Linked DNA regions of Rattus norvegicus: region 1 is linked to region 2. Evidence: chromatin contacts called from public Hi-C data. All regions are on one chromosome and are shown on one strand. Each heading gives the region's core, a stretch centred on a gene start, on an enhancer-like site or on the middle of the called end of the contact. The rest is flanking DNA. Distances are from core to core; before and after follow the strand shown.

The links. A called contact is a pair of places that touch in the nucleus more often than the background predicts.
Region 1: a contact with region 2 is called in a Hi-C map of liver, with 6 times the contacts expected there. The contact joins two enhancer-like sites. A contact is called at or near these places in 2 of 12 Hi-C or Micro-C datasets (kidney and liver).

Annotation. Positions count from the first base shown.
Region 1 is chr13:104,541,132-104,547,250 of GRCr8, forward strand. All of the region lies in intron 1 of LOC134481608 (a long non-coding RNA gene), which reads right to left. Among named protein-coding and RNA genes, the nearest start is that of Prox1, 290 kb to the left of the region's middle. Within about 2 kb of position 2,845, at least 1 of the 93 cell types and tissues checked has an H3K27ac peak or open chromatin away from gene starts, as enhancers often do. A contact at or near this core is called in liver, where this site is marked.
Region 2 is chr13:104,123,180-104,128,656 of GRCr8, forward strand. No RefSeq gene overlaps it. Among named protein-coding and RNA genes, the nearest start is that of Prox1, 130 kb to the right of the region's middle. Within about 2 kb of position 1,277, at least 3 of the 93 cell types and tissues checked have an H3K27ac peak or open chromatin away from gene starts, as enhancers often do. A contact at or near this core is called in liver, where this site is marked.

The DNA of each region.
Region 1 (6,119 bases), core at 1,595-4,094, 420 kb after region 2:
ATTGCAGCCGCAGGAGATGGGTCCCTCGATACATTCTATCATTTAAAGAAAAAAAGATACTTTTTTCTTAGTGTAATCATTTTGGATTATTTGGGGGGTCCTATAGTTGAGTCCTTCATTTTGGTATATAAATCTCCAGACTTCATATAGAAATCAAGGGGTTTTAAAAAAAAGTTGAACTTATAATTTGTAATACTGTGTGTGTGTGTGTGTGTGTGTGTGTGCGCGCGCGCGCGCGCGTGCAGTGTGTGTGTGTGTGCAGTGTGTGTGTGTGCAGTGTGTGTGTGCAGTGTGTGTGTGAATTAGATAATATATATATATATATACATACACCTTCATTTATTCGACCCATCCATTATTGAACGTCTAGACAATTTCTCAGCTGAACACACAGACAGCATAGCTACAGAGCATAGCATCCTTGAAGCCGCATCCTCGCACAGCGTCCCAGCACACACAACGTTTTGCATCCCTGGGACTGAGTGCAAACATGGTTTAAGGCATCTGATACATGTTAGCGTTTACCCATCCAAGTGTACTGAATGAAGGGCTCTCCTCTCCGTTCTGTAGCCAATATATGTTTTATGCCGTTGCGGCATCTGAAGTCCCCAAGGGGCGTTTCTGTAAACGAGCGCCAACTTCCACGATCACCAAGCACACAAAAGCAGGAGGAGTAAGTCGAGGGGGACACGAAGTGAGGGAAACTAGCAAGCAGCCGGCTCCTGCAGCAGCGAGATGCTTATCGTCTCAGTAAGCTCCTGCAGTCAGAGTTACAGCCACTGTGTCTTCATAAAGGTGCGGAACAGCAGCCACTCACCTGGCCACCCTCAGAAGCAAAGCTTCCCTGTGCTGTGGAGAGAGGCACGGGAGTGGGTCCCTAGAGAGAAGGTCCCTCTCTCTGCATCTGTGATGCTCTGCATCTGATGCTGTGATCAGGTGAGACCCACGAGGGACAGCTGAGTGATTTCTTTCTCCAGAGTTTCCAGGGCTTGCCCCTATATTTATTGTTCAACCATGACATGAGCAAAGGAATGACGTTTGCTAGTCTCCCTTTCTTGGGGCAAGCTTTAGAAGTGGCAAAACCAAGGTTTCCGGGGAGGTGTGGTAATCGACTTATTTGAAAGTTCAACAACATGTCCGAAAGAAGAGGGGTGTGGGGAAATGCAGCTGAGGCCAGGGACCTGAAAGCAAGAATAAAGTTGGCCAACAGTCAGAGACTTCAGCCTCATCCACACGAACATTTCCTTCCAGACAGATGCAGTTTCAAACTTAAATACACAGTCGGGGAGGCGAGACCTCTGCTTTCAGGGTTGGAATGTGGAAGGAGCCCCACGGCTTTTGGGTAGTCTCTGACAGAAAGATGGCTCTGCAGTCTAGCTGCAGGACTCAGAGGCTGGGTGGATCTATGAACAGCAACTATGACCCAAGGTTGTAACAGAAGCAGGTTTCACCAATCCTCAACTATTGGTGCAGCAGCACCAATCCCCCCACCCTACTGTGCGCACCGGGAAAAGGAAGTTGCCGCTCTGCAGTTTGCCGTTTGGGAGCCTCATATTTTCAGCCATGACTCTTTTTCTACGGATCCAGGGTCAGGGGCCAGGGGTCAGGAGCCAGAGGTCAGGGGCCAAGGAGATGATTTGGTTGTTAAAGTGCTTTCCAACAAGCATGAAGACAAGCAAAATGGCATGCACCTGTAACCCCAGCACTGGGGACGCAGGGACAGCTGGATCCCCAGGGTCTAACACTGTTCAGCCCCCTGACACTGCACACAGTGGGTGAGCACCTGCTGATTCTGCACAGCGAGCGCCCAGCACATTAATACTTTCTCTTTACTTTCTTTCCCTTTTTGCCTTGATTTTGTTGTTGTTGTTGTTGTTGTTGTGTTTTGTTTTGTTTTAGATTGATTTATTTTATTGTACGTCTGAGTGCCTTATGTGAGCATGTGTACCATATGCATGCCCAATACCGTGTGTGGTATTGGATCTTTTGGAACTGGAATTAGAGACGAGGCAAGCTGCCATGTGGGTGCTGGGAACCAAGCGCTGGTCTTCTGCACAAGCAACCAGTGACCCTAAACAGTGAGTCCTCTCTCCAGCCCAATGCCACTGTTCCTTCTAAATGACCTTGTTCCTCTAAATGGAAATTTTGGAGCTGGAACCATATTGCACTGCCCTGTGCAGACCTTGGGGAAGGGACCACGTGAACTCATGACGCTCCCTCCCACTTCTGCACATGGAAGCTCACATTGTTTACATTCTCTAAGGATAATTGCAGTTAATTCAGAACCTCTCATCCCTCTTCCCTATCACTACAAATGAGTTAACTGCCTGAGCCCCCACCCTGCACATGGGTATCCATTTCAAAATGAACTCACTTCCTGAAGAGAAGACGGCTCCAGAGGCTCGCTGTAGCCACCTACATGTAGGAGCCCAAAGGTAACATTGAACCTGTGACCTCAGATAGCTCAGAGAACACCAAAGATCGCTGCAACTGTGATAGCTTGTTCTGAAGGCCAAGACTCACCCCCTGTGGAGGGCAGACAGCAGATTTCCCATGAGAAACTTTCCTGGTGTCTGGATTCCTCTGCAGCCTGACCTTAAAGAAGTGAGATAAAGGCTGGACGGGGGAGGCGTTATCAGGTGGGAACTTGGGGTGAAGGAGATAGCTTGTCTGAGGAGGATAAATTACTTCCCCATTCCTATCATGTGTCTTTAATACTTTACGGATCCAAAGGTGTTCCTTTTTGGCTGACTTTGGGAGCGATCTGCATTTACAGGAGCATAGGCATGCATCTCTATTTATAACTGGTGGAATAAATGTTAAATGACCTGCACTATTACAAATTGGAACTTGAACACTTACGTCAAAGATGAATTCAGAGCTTCTAAATAGAAAAATACTGAAAAGGACAAAGTCATTTGTTTGTATTTGAGTTCAAAGGTCACAGCAACTTTCTTTTTGGTCAGTGACGATGCAGCGTAGCATGTGGCTGTGCTTCTCTTCCCAAGAGAATATGCCTTGGAACCCAGAGTTACAGAAGACAGGGCAAGAAGAGATGGATAGCTTGGATCTCTGCCTTCTTCACTGGGAAGGTTTCTGGAGGATGGACTGTCAGACAGCAAGGGATGTCTGGTTCCTAACTTAGCCTACCAAACCACAGGGCTTAGTTTCAAAGAACATGAACGGCTACCCCAAGTTCACCCTAGCTCTGCCTTCCTCTCCATAAAAAGCCAGCCGAGGGGCTGGGAAGGTGGCTCAGTCAGTGACGTGCTTGTAGCACAAGCATGAGGAGTGGGTTTGGATTCCCAGCATCCCTAAGAAAAGCCAAGTGTGGTGGCAGGCACCTGTATCCCTCGCACTGGGGAAGCAGAGACAGGCAGATCCCTGAGCATTGCTGGCCAGCCCGTCCTGCCGGATTAACAAGCACCGGGTTTGGTGGTCCGGTGAGAGGCCCTGCCAAAGAATAAGACTGAGAGAAATAGAGGAAGATATCCGATATCAATCTCTGACTACCATACCTACATCCACACATATGCACATACCCATACACACATATGCATACACACATCCTCACATATGCACATATGCATACACATGCATACACACATCCGCACATATGCACATACCCATACACACACATACACACATATGCATACACACATCCGCACATATGCACATACCCATACACACACATACACACATAGGCATACACACGCCCGCACATATGCACATACCCATACACACACATACACACATAGGCATACACACATCCGCACATATGCACATATGCATACACACGCACACACACATAGGCATACACACATCCGCACATATGCACATATGCATACACACGCGCACACACATATGCATACACACATCCGCACATATGCACATATGCATACACACGCGCACACACATATGCATACACACATCCGCACATATGCACATATGCATACACACGCGCACACACACATATGCATACACACATCTGCACATATGCACATATGCATACACACGCACACACACATACACACATGCACACATACACACATATGCACATACAAACACACACATCACATGCATCTCTCTCTTTCTCACACACACATACACACCATACCACGTACACACATCACACAAACACACATCACACCATACCACGTACACACATCACACCATACCACACCATACACATATCACATATACACACCACACAAATACACACATGCACATCACAACACAGCATACCACACACATACCAAACCATACCATACACACATCACACATACTCACACCATCCCATATACACACATCAAACCACACAGTTATCACACACCCATACACACACACCATGCACAATACACATCCACACACACTACACACATATCACACATACCACACACACAATACACAACGTGCACACCATATATATATACATATATATACACATATATACATATATACCACATACATGACACATACCCTATACCTCATATTCACCATACATATAGCACACACACACACACACACACACACACACACACACACACCCCAGCTTTGACTATAGATATATGCTCTCTAATGTATAGGGTGGCCAGGACCATGAGTCGACTTTAAGGCAGTGGCAAGAGTGAGGAGGGAGACAGCAGATTAGAAGAAGGGAAATCCTAGGGCTGCTTCCCTGTTGCCTTCGCCAACGCCCCTCAGTTCCCTGTCAGAGATCTCAGCTAGTCACCTGACGTCATGCCTCCACCCCTGAATGTGCAATCCAGAATAATGTTTGACTCTTTTATTGCACCATAACCTGATGAGAAAGACACTGAAACTTTATCTGCCCTGTACCGGATTCATCCTCCTCAAGTCAGCAGCCTGTGACCACGAAGAATTTGTCCCCAGCCTCGTTAGCTAATTTGTCACTGTGTCTCATCATCCACCTTGCCCTTCCTCTGCCACCTCAGCTGCCTTCAGTGCCCACACATGTGGCATCTCTCAATCTGTGGGAAAGAGCTGGCCCCTGACTCCAAGGAGCCCCATAGAGCACACCTTCAGAATCAGCAACCTGGTCATCCCCAGCCTCACCTCATGCGATAGAAGGGACCCCCAGAACCACTTCCTAACCAAGCTGGGCCACTGGTTTAAGAGGCTGGCTCCTATGCAGCCTTCTAAAGACAAAACGTCGACCACTCCCGTAAGCACTACCGTCGCTTCCTTCCCAAAGGTGGGGGCTTGATTGTTGCATTTTCAGGATGACTTCGAGTAAATTTGAGTTCCCAGTCCTCTGTAGGCCTCCCAAAGCCGCAGAGCGCCTGCACATCGGCAGCCTTCTGATAGATAAAGTGGGCAAAGGAAATAGGTAGGAAGAAGAGAACAGCCGAGAAGGAAGCCGCAACCCCTGGAGACAGCGGTGACGGCCGTCCTGGCATCCATCCCCACCCACCCCAACCAGACCTTCTCTGTTCACATTCTCCTGCCCTAAATTTGCAGCAATCCAGGTGTTGTTTGCAATGTTGTACCTTTGAACCAAGTTCTCTGATATTTTGTTCTCTGATATTTTCATCCCCGAGTCTCTCGGGATGGCGCTATCCTGTTGGCCTCCTTGACCTTCCGCATTTCCTTGGCTTCCCCTAGGAAAAGTAAGTCCGTTTCTGACATTTGTCATTGCCTACCTTGCTATCTTCCTGACAGTTCCAGCACACATACAAATTGTACATTTTTTTTCACCACCTCCACCTCATTTTTCAACAAATTACCTTTCTCTCGTCTTAGTCATCCGAGCGTCTCCTTCAGTGACCCATGGTACCTGCACACTTGAGAATTCCCTGAAGTTATCTGAACCTCGGCTCCAGACTCCTCTTTATTTTCCCAACTTCGCCTCCCTTATCTCTTTTACGCTCTCCATACTTTGTCCTGTAATCTCCCAGCTGTGCCTGGTGCTTAATGCCTGATACACGTGTCCCTCTGCATTGTGAATTCCCTCATTGCCAGGGATGTATGCCGGATGACCCCAGGGTTTATGTTAATTTATGGTTTGAATACTTTTCATTTCCACCCATGGTCTTCATTTCTTCCCTGACTTCAGCCTGAGAGGCTCCTCCTGGCTCCTCTAATGCTCTCCAGACGCT
Region 2 (5,477 bases), core at 27-2,526:
AGAATAAACATAATCACAAAAACCTTTATTTACTGATCTAGATGATTTAGATGTTTTAAAAGTCAGAGTTCTGTTTTTTTTTTTTTTTTTTTTAGAAAAAGTGTTTTCTAACAGAATTAGCAAAACCAATTCATACGAGGAATGTTTATCGAAGCAACAAATTATATAAACAGCCAGAGCCACTGTAGACCACGGCTGCTGGCTACTAAGCCTACTGTGTCAGGAACCTCACTTGGCAGGAGAACAGTCTCCCCTTATCTGTAGTTTTGTTTTCTACAATTTTGGATACATGTGGTCAAAAGCAATCCGAAACCACTAAACAAAAAATTCCAGATGCATGTTCCAGATGATTCATGTTTTGAATTCAGCATTGCTCTGAGTCAGGAGATGAAGTCTCTTGTTCTTCTCTGTTGGCTGAGACGTGAAGCAGCCTCAGCCCAGCGTTTCCTCAGGGTATGTTCTACCCTCCTGTTAACAGCGCTTGGTAGCTTTGTCTTAGTACTTAGATGGACTGCCATGGTGCTATAGCGCCCCCTTCAGGCTACCATGGGCACAGGAGTAGGGCTGTTGGGAGTCCACACATGCTTAGATGAAGTTGTAGTGTGCTTCAAAAGCTGAGAATTTCTGACTTAGGAGGAGGAGGAAGGGGAGGAAGATGAGGGAGGAGGAGGGGGAAGAGGAAGACGAGGAAAAGGGGAAAGAGGAGGAGGAAGAGGAGGAGGGAGAGGAGGAAGACGGGGAAGATGAGGAGGGGAGGAGGAAGAGGAAGAGGAGGAGAAAGAAGAAACAGCCCCACATGTGTGGGTCCTAAGAGCTGCAATATGGGTGAATCTTCCAGAAGGAAAAATCATTGAAAAGGAAAAACAAATTAGAATAATTTTTCTAACACACTGTGAGCGACAAGCAGAGAGCCTTTGGAGAGCTTGGGATTTATCTCGAAGGAGGCTATATGCCTCTCAACCAGTGGCACTTAGTGTTTGAAAATTAAGCAATTTCTCTAAAGGATCCTTCTATAACTCTTAACCATGAATTCGCTTACGTAGTTTGTTTAATTTCATTTTGGGTTAACGTTCAAATTGCTGCTCTATCTTTGAGGTCACGTGGGCGGTATAGCTCAACCAATCAATATCGTGGGTGCTGAGCCAAACTGAACCAATGACGGCAGGCCTCGGGGGCCAAGAGTCGCTGAACACTAGTTCTCTTTTACAGTCAACGTTGTTTGCCCTGAGGCTCCAGAAGCACCTTCGGGTGTCAAGAACGCCAGCCAGCGCTGGTTTACGTAACCATCCTTGTTTTGTTTCCAGTTGGGAGGTGAGGTCAAAGGTTAGCTTTCATAGAGGCTCACTATCCAGACAAGGCCTGAAGCCTTTCCAGGGGCAGAGTCCGGGTGACGTTGGATGTTGACCTCTAGTGTCAATGGACAAGGGGCCAGTGATGAAATCTTTGCCTCAGGTTTTCTAGGCAAAAACGGGAACTTAGCTATGTAGAGCCATAACCAGACTTTGTTATTCAAGGAGACCTGTGAAACGAGAGGTCTGGATTCACCGCGGACTGACTGTTTCCTTGAGTCTAAAAGGAGGCAAAGTCGTACTGAGCACCTGGAACCCTCCTAAAACGTTCTCTGTGTGTATGGTTTATCTGTAGGCAATGTGTTTACATACGTGTGCATGTCTGGAGACCAGAGGATGATGTTGAGTCTTTCTCAGGTTCCATTTTGACACACGGCTTCTCACTGAAACTGCCTTAGCTGACCCGGCTGGCCGGTAAGCCTCAGGGATCCCTGTCTCCCTCTGTCCAGTGCTGGCATTGCAGGTACTCACCACTGTGCTCAGCTTTTTATCTGGGTGCTGGGGTTCTGAACTCAGGTCCTGGTGCTTGCATAGCAAACGCTCCACCCCCGACCTATCTCCCAGTCCACCAGACGGGAGTCTCAGGCAGTAAAAGGAGTCACAGACGCCAAGAGCTTAGAGCCGGACGCTGCCTATAGCTGCCCCAGGAGATGCTATTGTTTTTCTGTCCTTGAGACCAACTGCAGCCACTCAAGAGAAATGGCTGTGCGGTGGGCACCCTGTTAGGCATAATTTCATCCTCATAGAAACTCTCTGTGCTACTGATTTTTTTTTGTCCCCAGGCATAGATGAAGAAAGTGAGGCATGGGGACCATCTGCTCAAGGTTACACATTAATGGATAAGGGACGTGGAAATCTAACTCAGGGGTGGCTGGCACAAGCTATCGCTTCTTACTACAAGGTACCCCGAGCAAAGCAAACAAACAAACAAAAAACAAAAACAAAATAAAAAAACCCAAACAAACAGAACAAGAAGCATCCTCACCCTAGGTATGTTCCAGGCCTCCTGAGAAGGCTATCCGGGAGCTCTTTCAACAGCCAACACGACAGAGTCATGGCTGTGATGTTTTCAAGCGATGTTTTTTAAAAGGATTCTTTTGGAACGATAACTAGATCTCGGGAAGTTTATTTTACGTAAGATTCCAACTTTTTTTTTGTAAGCTTTTGTGCAGCTTATGGGTTGCTCTGTTTTGCCTTAGCGTTTAAAGACCTGGTCTTCCTTTAAGGGCACGCGGAGGCCCCTTCAAAATCAAACCGGTCAATGGCATTGATTGGCTTTGCTGCTGTGTGCAGAAGACATTTCATGAAGGCTTTCTGTGCCAGCTGAGCCTGTCACCGCGGATGGCATTTGAGGCTAGAGACTCAGCTGTGTCCTGTAGGGCTGTGGGTGAGGGATAGTGCGTGTTGGGGCACTCCTGTGCACTGCTGCGAGGGGTCCAGGTGAAGTTGGGGTGCATCGTGTGGTGGTAAGGGTGGAAACACAGAATCCCTGAGGTCCCCAATACCCTCTTTCTTCAAGGAAAGGATGACCAGCATAACCTGAAGATTTGTCACACTCAGAGTGGAGTTGACTCTGACTGAGCTTGCTCCTTGGCTAGCTCACTGCTCCTGGCTCCTGAACTTTTCCTCCCCCCCCCCCCACCAAGACCACAACAAGGGAAGATTGACAGCTGGAATGGAAAAACCCACAGTGTGGTCTACAAATACAGATAGGGCCAGAAGTGGGGGAAGATCCTCTCTCCTTCCCTGTTTGTTCAGAGATAAAGAGGCCCATTCAGTCCACATGGGGTTCAGAAATTTAAACATACATCAATGGATGGCAGAATGGAACTGCCCTGCTTGGGCCAAGTCCAGAGTCAGGCACCTCAGGTTCCGAGCCCTCTGTGCCAAGTGTCCCCAATCCCTCCCTTTCAAACCGTCACCCTTTAAGCATTTACTGTGCAATCTCAGAGCCAAGACGTTTCTTTTTCTTCTATATTTTTTTGATTTAAAAAAAGAAGCCTCTTATATTTCTAATCCTGGAGTTTCAGATCTGACAATCCCCGTTCCAAAGACAAAAGTTCTTTTTTTCTTTTGTCTTATCTTTTTTTTTAATTCTTTACTGGAATTTTTTCATTCCTTCTCACCCATCCCAGCCCCATTTCTCATTTCCTCAGGAAACCATTTAGCTAGAGACACAGGGAAAGTTCCCCCAGCACATTTCACCAGCCCCCACAGACTCCCACATTCCAGGCAGTGATCAGACACTAAGAACGCACAGTCTCGCCCGTGAGCATTTCTGCCAGGGGACAGTTGGAAAGGCTCTCACCCCTATTCACACCAGCTTGCCTTCAGGAACTCCTGCAAATGTCAGGTCGGCCCCTCCATGTCACTTTTTGGAATATCCAGGTAAAGCCACCACGGAGCTCCCATGGGGTCACTGGAGAGGACACTCCTGTGTGCTTTCCAGGATTCTCTTGGAAGAGCACCTGCAGAGACAGTCTGGGGGAGGGGGCTGCAGTGGGAAGATGCTGCACTCTGCAGAGTTTTATCTGTTGGCGGACAGGCGACCGGCGGGCAAGACCTCTGTTCCCTGTTTTGGAGGAAGGCTCTGCATCTCCAGGAGGAACGAATAGACCCAAAGAGAGCAAATTAAGTGTGTGTTTTGGTGGTAAGTGTTAGGAGGAAATAAAACATTTATGGAAATAAACTATTTTACTATAATGAGTAATTTCCACTGTGTTTTCAAAAAAAAAAAAGTGTCCCTAATACTCCAAGAGTCAGTTGTCTGCTGTCAGGGATCAGGCATTCCTTGGGGAATGAGGGATGCCTTTGTCCTGTCTACAGCAGGGAGCCTACATCTTCCCACAAAGGTAGGCTAAGAATTTCCACCAGCAAAGATCTGGCATCGCATGGGTTCCGCACTAACTCCTGGTTGGACACCATGTGACGAGAAGGGGGGGGGCGTCTGTAGAGAGCTTAAAAAGCATTCTCCACTTTATGGTTCCCCACAGATGGAGAACCTGTGAGAAATATCTGTGAGGCAAAGAACAAGTGGGCAGGCAGAGTGTTTTCAAGCCCAAGGAGAACCAGAAGGAGTCTTTGTACCCTTCTTGTTTTAGGATTGGTTACCGTGGTTGAAATCAAACCTGAGCCTTCTAAATCCTAGACGTGTGTTGAGCCCTCCGTGAAGGTTGCATCTCCTTCTGCTGGCCCACACGCATGCTCTTGGGGCTGGGGAAGATGTCCCACATTTCTTGCTTTGCATCCTAACCTTCCGGCCAGGTTAGCTCGGGGGAGCCTCCAGGAATCAGGTGGAGCTGGCCGGAACCCGCAGAAAGTCCTTCCAAGGGCCTCCGCTCTGCTCTGCTGAGCGACCAGCAGATGTCAGCAGTTCATCTACTTTTGGTCCCCGGCAGAGGGACAGAGCCCACCAAGAAGGAAGCCTGGGGCTCACACCCGCTGTTTTCAACTCTCAGGCGCGGCCCACTCTAAGGCCAAGCACTGAAGGCTCGGGGATGGTGTACTTCAGAGGAGACAGCAGATTACATGAATGTATAGTTTATTGCTCTTCACCCTTGAGCGGGAGATTGTTTATTTTGGTTTTTTTTGTTTTGTTTTGTTTTGTTTTTTATTTATTTATTTATCTTTTTTAAGTCCCATTTACAGATACCAGAGTTTATCAGAGTATTAGATAAGCTTTGTTGGGAAAATTTCAAAAGTTAAAGGCAATTAAATTTGCCTTCAAATACGATTTCTCCCCCCTTTAAAATCTGTTTTAGAAAGAATCTCACTAGACTCTTGAGAAAAAAATGCTTAGAAAGGAAAATGCGGTCTGAAAATTACAAACAAGATTTCAAACAGGAGGTCCAAAAAAGCGATGTTCAAAGGGCAGAAGGCAATTAAGACCAGCCCCTCTGATTGGTTATTTATTTTACAAAGCCAGGGTAATCCCTCAGTCTAATAAATGTGAGACCAAACACCAGTGGTGAATTAAACATCAACACAGTTAAAAATGCCTTTGGTTTATGGAGGAGGGCTCCATTCTCTTGTGTGCCCATGGCTCATACACCTGGCAGCATTTGTTCCTCAGAAGCCCATGGTCAGGGTGAAAGGACGACAAGATTGCATTGGTTAAATGCTCCCCAA